Regions from separate parts of the Canis lupus genome. Here region 1 is linked to region 2. A link is a contact called in public Hi-C data. All regions are on one chromosome and are shown on one strand. The core of a region is the stretch at or near the end of the contact, and the rest is flanking DNA. Distances in the headings are between cores, read along the strand shown.

The links. A called contact is a pair of places that touch in the nucleus more often than the background predicts.
Region 1: a contact with region 2 is called in a Hi-C map of amygdala, with 7 times the contacts expected there. The contact joins two enhancer-like sites. A contact is called at or near these places in 5 of 9 Hi-C or Micro-C datasets (amygdala, blood and liver).

What each region holds. Positions count from the first base shown.
Region 1 is chr23:3,280,913-3,286,684 of UU_Cfam_GSD_1.0, reverse strand. No RefSeq gene overlaps it. Among named protein-coding and RNA genes, the nearest start is that of SNRK, 120 kb to the right of the region's middle. Within about 2 kb of position 2,019, at least 6 of the 20 cell types and tissues checked have an H3K27ac peak or open chromatin away from gene starts, as enhancers often do.
Region 2 is chr23:2,966,078-2,971,859 of UU_Cfam_GSD_1.0, reverse strand. The region is part of intron 10 of ANO10 (anoctamin-10); the gene reads right to left. Among named protein-coding and RNA genes, the nearest start is that of ANO10, 100 kb to the right of the region's middle. Within about 2 kb of position 2,274, at least 3 of the 20 cell types and tissues checked have an H3K27ac peak or open chromatin away from gene starts, as enhancers often do.

The DNA of each region.
Region 1 (5,772 bases), core at 770-3,269, 320 kb before region 2:
TGGTTGGAAGCAGGGAGCTGTGGCTTCTCACTACACACATGGAGCTTGTACCCCCCAGAATGGCCTTCTAGCCACCAAAGGATGCCATCAGAGTTGTCCTCAGCTTTTCAGAGAAGCCATTATCTTGGAAAGGACAACTGAAGTTACACATTAGGTGTCTTCCCCCTGACTTCAGATTGCATCCTTGCTTCTACGTCATACTTAGGGCAGGAACTTTCTTAAACAGTAACTTTCCAAGGACCCTTTGGGAATTCAGTTTATGCTTGCCAGATTTGCTGTAAGGCAGACATCAGCTCAGCTCTGTGCTGTGTGCTCTCAGTGTCCTCACAGACCCTCTCTGAACTCAGACTTGAAAGATGAGTGTCCCAGGCTAGCACCTCTATGGCAGAAATGAGCTCGTGTTCAGAAAGCATTGATGAAAAGGGGAAGTAACGGTGGTTTCCTCCTGCGGCTGCTCTGAGGGTCAGTGCAACCAGCTACACCTTCCACTTCACCCCGAGCCACCCATGACTCCCAAATATGGCTTGTTTTCAAGGAAAAGGAGACGATGCTACCCTAAGCAAGCCTGGGGCCTCTTGGGTGGGAAAGATGTGAGGGCTCCCCGCCCCCAGGCAGGGGCCCCGTGCCAGACTCCACATTCCCTGCTTGACTTTAATCCTCACTGAAATTGGCCTGCTGTATGTAGGGGTGACTTTTAAAAATACTTATTTTTAAGTATTGCTTTTACAACAGCAGAGAAATCAGTTGCCTTTGAGCCCATCTTTGAGAGGGAAACTTCCTAATTCTTGGGTGTATTTCACTCCCATCTTTTTTATAATAAATACCTTCACATAGCCGAAAAATCATCATATATAATTTTTTTCTCCTCCTACCAACTTGTTTGTTTTCTGGGCCTGCCACTCCCTGTAAAAGGCACAACATATGGCACAGGAAGCTTCCTCCACCCAGGGTTTGGAAAGAATTCAAAATTATTCTTTGGCCACCGTTGGCTGAAATGTGTGAAACCTGCTACTTAGAATCAGGGGCCATAAAACTGAACACAGTCTAGGGAACAGATTGGCTCCTTTGACAACAAAACTCCCTTCTCACAAAGGAGAAAACTTTTTCCAGTTTATGACAATGAACAGGTAATACTTGTATAATAAAAATATTTTTAGGACCCTGGAAGATAAAAAATAAAAAGGACAAGCAAGACAGAGCATGTTATGTGTCATGTGGCTGAATTGTCACAGGATGATAAAGATGTTCTGTGAGGACATGCTCCAGTGAGGAAGCAAGTTGGGGAACACGGAGTTAAAGTTCATTGGATTTCCTCCCTTCAGGACTTCTCGGAGCCTCTAGTTCACTGAGGAGTATTGTGACCTTAAGAGGGTGCTATAGCTAGCAATGTTATCAACCTTGTTCAATCTCTGAACCCTTCTTGGAGCAGTATCTCTGCCCACAGAATACCTGTGGGACACACTTCAGAAAACCCTATTCCGAAGCACTGGCCATGTGCAGGATTGGGGAAATGCTCGAGTGTTATAAGGCCACATTCTAATGTCATCAGCAGAATTGAACAAAGCGTGTTCAGTGGGGACCCTGAAATCTGAGACCCTGTCAGCTCTCGGCCCAGGAACTCTGCTGGGATCTCACTGGTAGATTAACAAGTGTGGCTGGATCCATTGTGGGTTTTATTATCAATGAAGAGAACTGGAAAGTAGAAAGACATTCCTGGACATTTGGTTAGTAGGATTACTGAGCTTTTGGTTCAGCAGAGACTACAGGCCTTAAATAAATGGAGGGCACATGCATTCCAGGGTCATAAAATATGCCTGCAAATGAAACATCCCACAGAGGAATACAAGGAATAATGGAGAGCGGGTGCAGCAGACAGGCCAATGGTGCCCATTGGGACCTCAACATCCCAAGGGCTGGACTCCATCTGCCTAGGGCTGCCTCCCTGCCTGCCTGCGGAGCTGCCCTGGCCATGGGAGCCTGCGATGGTCAGCAGGCCAGGGCCCTATAAGAATTGATGTGGAGCAGCCTGCAACCAGCGAGAGGCTCCCCTGCCTCTCCAGGGGGGCGGGGGTGCAGAGTCCAGGCCGCTGCCAGTTCCCCAGAGCGACCTCTGGTTTGACACCACGCCCTTCACTAGCTGCTTTCCCTTCCTCGCTTCGCTTGCCCTGGGAAAACAAGGGTGAGTTCTGCAGGAATTTCCTTCCTGGTAAGACAATTAGTAAGAAAACCAGTTTTCCTGCGTTTCCGTAATTCTACCTAGCAAGATCTACAGCCCTCCGGCAGGTTGAAGTGGTTCCATCTTATTTCCGATAGGGGGCAGCATTTAGTTTTCTATCAGAGCAAGATCTATTCCTGGGCTTGCAAATGACTCTGGCCCAAAATAAAGAAAAACAAATTGAAATGAGGATTTTAATCACTGTGAAGGGGAATGAAAGGCTGTGTCAGCGTTTCCATGGTAAGCGCCGCCTTTCTGGGATTTATCATCCCAGCTGTAAAAACCCGCTTTATGCTAGTATTTGGCAAGAGCAAGCCTTTAGTCACAATCTATATATTATTAAAAATCCTACTTTCAATCAACTTGGAAACGTGACTCAGTAAAAATGGCACAGAATGCTCCTTTCCCCCTTGTGGCTGCCACTGCACCCGCTGCATCCCTACCAAATCCCCTGAGCACAGACTCCTGGAAGTGGCAAAGGCACAGCCCCTGGACCTCTCCAGGGGCCTCTTTGCATTTTGGATATGGTTACACAGAGGAAAAGGCCTTGACTTGATGGAGACAAAGTGGTGGTCCTCGTGAGGTCCCTCTGTGCGGCTGCAGGTGGTGATTCTCTGAGCCCTGGCTCGCTTGCCCCTGTCCTGCCCTCCAAGTCCTAAGGCCACCAGGAGAAGGAGAGGCAGTGGTCTAACCACATAGTACTCCTTGGTTCCTGAGTCAGAGGCCCCCAGGACATCACAGTGCAAGAGTATCAGGTTGAGCTCACCTTAGACTCATTCTGACTGTAGTGTCAGCCTGAGCACTGGTGATGTAAAGAGGATAAAACAGCTAGGTTACATTATCAGCCAAAAGAGGAGGCAGTTTGTGTAAAACAGGCCCAATCTGAACTTTTGTCCATCACATCAAAGCCACCTCTGCTTGATCTCAGATAAGATCAAATTTACTGAGACTTATAGCGTGCCCTTTATTTGAAACAGGGGGTGGGAGGTTGGGGACGGGGTGGGCAGGGGGCTCTTCATGATGAAAGAGAAAAAGTAAGAGCAGAACAGTGACTTTTTATGATCTGAAATGAATTTTTAGTATGTGCCAGTGCTGCTTATCAGATTTAAAGCATTAGTGATTTAATCTTCCTCCTTCTGACACAGGTAGTGATTTCCATTTTAAAAATGAATGAATGGTTGTTCAGAGGTTGAGGAACTCACCCCTCATGGAATCTCAGGGTGAGTAGGTGGCAGAGGAGGTGCTTGAAGTCAGATGACTATGAGCTCTGGGTATTGCACTGGGGAGAGGTCTGAAGTCCCCTCCCCTGAAATAGTGCAGGAGCAAGACACAGAGATGCCACGACCCATCTCCTCACCCTTCCCTGGGTGGTGAATAGCCTAGCACAGTGCTGGCTAGGCCCCAGCCCAGCAGATTTCCTGCTGCTGAGACAGATGATGGCTGCAGAGGGCAGGGCTGGGACTAATGGTCGAATTCTAAAGGCACAGATTCGTTTCCAACACTAATATCTTTTACATGCTTACTGTCTACCAGGCACAATGGGAGGAGCTGTATGCAATGTTATCTCCTTTATAAGCACTCACAGCAACTGCTTGAGATAGGTGCTAGCATTGTCCCCATTTTATAGATGAAGAAATGGAGGAAGAGAAACTGAATATGCAAGCTATGACCTTGGAAGTAGAGACGGCTTTCTGGCCCAGGTAGCTTGACTCCCAAACCAGGGCCTGCTGCAGGGGTCGGGTAGGGGAAGCTTCCCTAGGCTCAGAGTGTTCAAACAAAGCCTACATGTTTTTTGGTGACCTAATCATAAGTGGCTAGGCTGGACAGGACTTCAAGCCAGCTGGCCAAGCAACCCTATTTTCGTGTTGACCAAGCTGGCTCTACAAGAGGTAAAGTGGCCACCTTAGGATGTTCTTCCCTCCACGGGGAGAGCCAAAATGGGAGCCTGAGTTCCCTGGGCGTCTCGCTTTTGCAGGGGGCAGGGCATTGTGATGGAGCCTCACACTGAGCAGGTGAATCAGGGTCCTGCACTTTTTCCCCACGGTGACTCAGGGCCAGAGCTGTGCCTGTGCTGCTGCAGACAGGCTTTCCTGTGTTCCTTAGATAATCCAGGTTGCATGCTCCCTCATCTCTCAGTCTGGAGAAGGAAAGAGCTAACAATTGCTTGGGATAAGGAGGACAATATCCCTGGTTCTGAAATGCATTCTGAAGCAGAAAAACTCATTCCTGTTAGGATGAGAATATCATCCATGCTACCCCTAGAAGCCCTCCAGAGCAATGGCACCCCTGGTGCTGAAGCTCCAATATGCGGTCGTGCTAAGGTATTTTGGTTAGGATTCTAGCCCTTCCGTTTTGGTCTGATAGTTTTCCATTGACACTTAGCTATATTGGCTTATAAGGCAATTAATGGGATAGAACCTTCCATGAGTCCAGGCCCTACACTGGGGGTGGAGGAGAGGAGAGAGGAATGGACGGGCAATAATGTAAACAAAAAAAAAAGAGCAGAAATTGGGAATGAAAGTGAAACTTTACTATTGACCTTACAAAAACAAGAACTTTTAAGAGACTGCTATGAACAATAAGAATGCCCACAAATTAGATAACCTATATGAAGTAAATGAATTCCTAGAAAGTCAAAAACTATAAAAATGGACTTGAGAAGAAATAAACATTTTGGACATACTTACACTAGATGGAGCAACGGAATCAGTCATTTTAAAACTCCCCTCAAAGAAAGGCCTAGTCCCATATGTCTTCACTGGTGAATTATACCAAACATTTAAGGAAGAAATAGCAATTCTTCACAAGTCTTCCAAAAACTAGAAGAAGAAGGAACACTTCCTAACTCATTTAAATGAGGTCAGTATTAACCTAATACCAAAACTCTCTAATACAGATTCCAATGTAGTACTTAACAAAATCCCAGCTTGCTTTTTTGTAGAACTCAGCAGGCTGATTCTTAAAGTCATATGGAAATACAAGGAACACAGAATAGCCAAAATAATCTCAAAGAATAAAAAGTTGGAGGAATCACAAATTCTTGTTTCAAAACTCCCTATAAAGCTACAGTCATTAAGCCAGTATAATATTGACATAAAAATAGACAATTAGACCCATAAAAAAGAATCAACAGTCTAGAGATAAGCCCTTACCCTTATGCTCAATTGATTTTCAACAAGGGTACCATGGAAGTTCAGTGGGTAGGAATAGTCTTTTCAACAAATAGTGCCAGGACAACTGTATAGCCATGTGCAAAAGAATAAGTGTGGATCTGTACCTCACATCTTACACAAAAAATTCACTCAAAATGAATAATAGACCTAAATGTAAGAGCTAAAACTAGAAAAACTCTTAGCAGAAAACACAAGAGTAAATCTTTGTAACTTTGGATTAACAATTGTTTCTTACACAAAAACACAGTTTATAAAAGTGAAGGTAGGTGGGTTGGACTTCATCAAGATCAAAACTTTTTTTTTTTTTTTTCTGCGAATAATACTACCAAGAAATGAGAAGACAACCCACAGAAAAGGAAAACAAATTTGCTAATCATATATCTG
Region 2 (5,782 bases), core at 1,025-3,524:
TAATAAGTGGTACAAATATAAATGGCTATTCCTTTGGGAGATACAAAGTTGGACTCCTACCTCAAAAACAAAAATAATTTCCAAGTGAATTAAATGTTGAATGTAAATTTAAATGTAAATGGACACCAAGCAATTCAAATAAGATTCACTCCTTGCTCTTTTTCTGATACAAGATAAGAAGGGCCTCTCTTTCAGGGTCCTGTTCCCCCAGCAGGGGGAGACCTACAGCTAGGAGAGATGTCACCTTTTCAGCATCCTGTGACTCCCCTACTTCCCACACATCCTTCGCCCCCCACAGACCCTTGAGGCACCTACTATTTGAGCAGAGACCCCCTGCAGCAAGTTGATTGGTAAAACTGTAGCATTTACCCCAAATATACCTTATATATATACTTATATATATACATGTATACTTATACATACATGTATGTGTATATATATACTTTTAAGTAGGCTCCTTGCCCAGCATGGAGCCCAATGCAAGGCTTGAACTCATGGACCTTGAGATCAAGATCTGAGCTGATATGAAGAGTCAGATGCTTAACTGACTGAGCCACCCAGGCATCCCTCAAATATAATATTTTTGATATTGCTTTTATGATATATTCAGAAAAGAAGGAAAAAAGTAATACAAGTTGAGCTGATCTAAACATGAAATTAGAGAACTCTAAAGTGACATTCATGGTATATATCTTAATGTTGATGTGTAATTTCCAATTTTGTTTCTTCATCTCTGTACTTCTTATGTGGAATGACTCACATATTTTGTGCCTATCATAATAAATTCTCAGCTGTGAGTCAAGTCATTAACAACCTGGTAATTATTTTAAAGAATTGAAGTAACATAGAGTTGCTCTGCTCATGTACTTTTTTAAAGCATGAAGTAATGAATCCTTGTTCTGTGCTGTGAAGGGTGTATGTGTGGCAGGATAAGGCCCCAGTGACTGATGGGGTTGCTGTCTGGCTGTAGGCCGGTGGAACAGGGGGCTGCTTTACCCTGGGAAGCTACTGGGCATGTCTATGTGTTCTTTCACCATCAGTTTTGCAATGCAGCAGTCTTGAGACTGTGATTCTTGGAGCATGGGAGAACATTCCCAGACCTGAATAACTTAAGGCAGTGGTGAATACTGAGCAAGGGGTGAAAAATCACACCCCAGGCAAAATTAGGGGATCACCAGTAGCCTTCTCCACCAGAGTCTCAGAGCTCACATTGAGAAACCACTGGGGAGGGGCCAGTTGAAGCATTTGCCCCTGTTTTTCTCATAAAATGTTTTCATATTTCTGGGGCACCTGGGTGGCTGAGTCAGTTAAGTGCCTGATTCTTGATTTCTGCTCAGTCATGATCTCAGGATTATAAGATCGAGCCCCAAGTCAGGCTCCACGCCCTTGGCATGGAACGTGCTTAATATCCTCTCTCCCTCTGCCCCTCCCCTTGATCCCCTTAAAAAGAATTTTAAAAAAAGACTTAAAAAATGTTTTCATATTTCTGACTTCTAGAAAAATTTAGAGCCCAGCTAAAATCAACAGGCATTTATCAAGTGAGCACATTGCAATGCTGCATTATGGATAAAATGACAAGAACAAAGAAGACACAGACCCTATCACAAAGAGCTTATAATCTATTATAGGTGTGGAATTCAGGTGTGAAGCAAACACAAAACATTTCCATAGTAACATACATTCAAGTGTCATACAAATGATATACCTCCTTAGAAGGACCTTGAATATAAAGAAATGCTCTAGATGGGGAAGCATTTACCAAGGAGGGTTTAGGCAGAGGAAGAGTAGGATTTCAGTGGGCAAAAAGGAAGGCCACTGACCAGAGGAAGGAGGCATCTGTAAGGCACAGAAGCTGGAGTTAACAGCAGTGGAAAAAAGCTGGTGTTGGAGAGGAAGAGGTGGGAAATGGAAGGTGAAACCCCACTTCCTGCTGCTATTGCCTCATTTCAATCTTATACAATGTGTTCTCATCACCGAGAATTCCATTTTAAAGGGGCCTTTAAGACTCCTTCAGAAATATTTTTAAAATCACTCTTATGATCCATGTAAGAAAACAAAGCACAATATACCAGCACAACATACTCCTCACTTTTTCTTTTTTCCCCCCACATTTAGAGTCCAACACTTCAGAATCAATTCTCGTCTCATAGTGGATGGAGGGAGGGTACTCAGGGTTTCAGTAGAAAAACTCTGGGTGGCCCAGGAGGGTAGGGGGTGCAGCAGTGGTTAAAAGAGTGCTTCACCAAGCACCCAGGCCACTGTTCCAAGCAGCTAACACCTACATGCAAGTTCCAAAGCTGCTCCTTGATTAATCTTATCAGAGGGAGTCGGTGAGAGGTTTTCTGCACCACCCAGAGCTCATTTTCCCTTATTCAAAGAATGCTTAACAGCTTGTTGGCTGAAACTAGGAGGAGTTGCAGTTGCCAAATCATGCTATCAGGAGAAACACTGAATTTGCCCGAGTACTGGCAACGGCAACTATATCATGGCAGCCACTGTAAAATGCAGTCACTTTCAGAGGTGTTAAAGTAAAAAAATGTGCCCTTAGTATCAATGAAATGTAGTGGAATGATATATTAAGCTTTTATCCTCAACTATAATTCTACGTATGTTGGTACTAAAATCACCCTTGAATGTAATTAACCTGAGGACAGGATTTGTCTTTTAAACCCTGAAAAGATGCATTAGTTAAGATATGTGTGTGCACAGGTGCACACATGTGCGCACAAAAACACACACACAAATGCACCCATTACAGAAAATAAGCCAATAAATATTTTAGCTTTATCAGTGTATGCATTCTGCATTTGGTTGGGGTAATCTATGATGGTTTAGAAAGGCTGGATAAGCTGCCAGTCTACATGACTTTCTATAGGTTAGTCTAGACCAGTGAACAAAAGAGGAAGCATCCTGTAAAAAGGTTTGTAGGTGGACTGGGTAGGCTGGTGTGTGAAGAACTGCATTAACCCAAATTTCTCAGTAACAAAATCAGTCATATCTGGAGTATAAGGGGTATTATAAGTCCTGAATGTTTAAGTCTTACTACTATAAAGCCACTCCTATCAAATGGATTCAATAAACTGTGGCTTTGGTAATAATAACTAGAAGCATTCCCAGTCCTGTGCCTTGACTCAGCCTTGTCAATAAAACTCAGTTTTATGGGGGTCTGAGACAGTAATTCTGTGCCTTCTGGGTGGATGAGGAGCCCTGGTGTGAAGAAGTTAATATAAACAACTTTGGATACGCCCTATAATAAGGTCATGACAATATTTTCTAAAAAGTCATTGAGCTATTTTGTGCTTTCTTCTTTTAACATGTCTGAAATGCTTAACAGAATCTAACCTACTTTTATGAGTTAGATGTATTTGATGAGTTGCTTATTGCTCAGAAGAATTCACTTGTTATAGTCCAAGGATGCTTTGCCAAGCTTTTGACATGTTTGAGTCAGATAAAGTCTGCAAATAAAATTTAACTTAATTAATTTTGTGTGGAGGTTAATAAGGAATCCTAATGTTTGTTTATAAGTTTATTGAATATTACTCAGAATATAAATGAAAATGATTGTGATTTTCATGTAAAATTTACTAGATTTACAAATAAAACAAAGCTTTAAAGTTGAGCATAAGAAACATCATTTTTCACATTCAGTTTTAATCACCTGAATATTAAAAAGTAAGCAATTTCCAGTAATCCTTTCTATGCACAAGGCCATCCGCAGACAATAACGCACTAACAGAGTTCCATTAACGGAAAGATAGAAAACCTGGAGAATCTGAAGAGATGAAGGGACCAGAGAAATCACTGGGGCAGAGCCATCTGGGAGAAGGCAAGGGAGGAAAGGTGGAAAGAGGCCACGACACATGCTCCCTGGGTGCTCATGAGCCTGAGAGTCTTATCCGTGAACAAGAAGGACAGCTGCCAAGAGCCTAGCATAACAGCTAGGCATGACTGACATTCTGCCAAATGGGACTAAACCTGCAGGGGTTTTGGGAGGGAGGCGGGAGCCTGGGACTCCAGAACCATAGCAAGGTCCTTGCTCAAATCACTTTGCCCACACCAGGTTCTGTGATATGGAATAAAAGATCACCATAGTGCTAGTGGTCTGGACCTGGTATTTCCAACTTAAAGCAAAATGATGGAGATCACTGAAACTATGCATGCATAAATCATTGGTGGAAGGTATCCTTCTCTACAGCCAATAAAATCAAGCTGTTAAACATTAGTTTTTAGAAATCAGAACAATGTGGGCTCCCTCTAGTGGTTTAAACACCTTTAAATACCCTCAGATACTTCGAGGTAGTTTCTGCTTTGTTTTGATCATTTATATTTTTTGTATTGCCCAATCCTTTTCCTCTGGGGAACTCCATATCTTACAAATAGCACACCACAAATTTCATCCCGGTAGATGAGGAGAGCAGTAAGCTCAGAGATCAATGTGATGGCTCCCAAGTCACACAGCAAGTTTCTCGGTCCCTTCAAGGTCAGTGTAAGCAGCAGTGAGTGATGAAATAGGGACAGATAATGCTAGGCCACATGATGCAGGGAGACTAGGAAAAGAGACTAGCATTAGGTCAAGGGGAGTGGGCTGTGATTACATTATGAAGTTCACATTGAACAGACTGAGGGTTGCTGGTGGGAGGTGGGTGGGAGATGGGGATTACTGGGGGATGAGCATTAAGAAGGGCACCTGTGGAGACGAGTGCTGGGTGTTATATGCAAGTGATGAACCACTAAATTCTACTTCTGAAACCAGTATTACACTATATGTCAACAAACTACAATTTAAATAAAATTTTGGGGAAAAAAAGATCATTTTCTCAGGTAGCTATACAATCATCTCTGAAGAAATTAAAAAGGACTAGTTTCTAATAGACTTTAGGCCCATCTAGCCTAACTCTGCAGGCTGCTGTGGCTGCTCTGACTGAATTTTTCAGTGCTGTCACGTAAAGAAGGATCTCCTCACTGCCCAGTAACGCATCCTACTAAACACTCTAGTGAGGCAGTGTCACAGCTGGGAAAAAAGGAATATTTTTACTGAGGAGCAACCCTCAGTACTGCTGCACTGGAGCTGTGTGTCTCGTGAGGTCATGGTGCAGTAAAGTGCTGGGGTCTCCCAGGGGAGCACAATCCATACAAACAAACAAAAAGGCCAAAGGCAGAGGAACGAAAGGAAAAGCACAAACTACACCTCCACTAAGAAGTGTAAATAACAATGATAAAACAGATGGGACACAGAATTGCTACCTAAGAGATGACTGCTGTGGCTGTGACCGTCTATTTTTTCAGCCATTGTGAAGGGAGATATTTAAAACTCAGGTCGGTTCACTTCATTTACAGGAGCAAATCTTTTCAGAAAATTGTTCTTGAATTAGTTTCTCAAGAAATTATCCACTAGTCCAAAGTCTCTTTCAAAGATGGTTTAAAAATCCAAAGGAAATTCTTCTGAATTCTCTAAGTACAATGACAGTTTCTCCGATCTGCTCTAATAAACTGAGAAAAAAGGAAAACAAAAGCTTTCTGGTACAGTAGGAGATGGTGTCAAAATAAATATAATTCTGTGACTGCAAATTGGATTTCTTTATATTATTTAAGTTGTACACTGACTAGCACGCCATGTATAGTTTAAAATAAATATAGTTAAATCCAATATACCTGGTAATTTCTACAAAATGTTGAATGTTGACTGAATCCCTGGTCAGAAAAAAATTATCTCATGTTACTTTTTCTATGGGAAAATCAGATTCAAATGAAAACTGCTTTAATTACAAGAGCATTCTTCCCA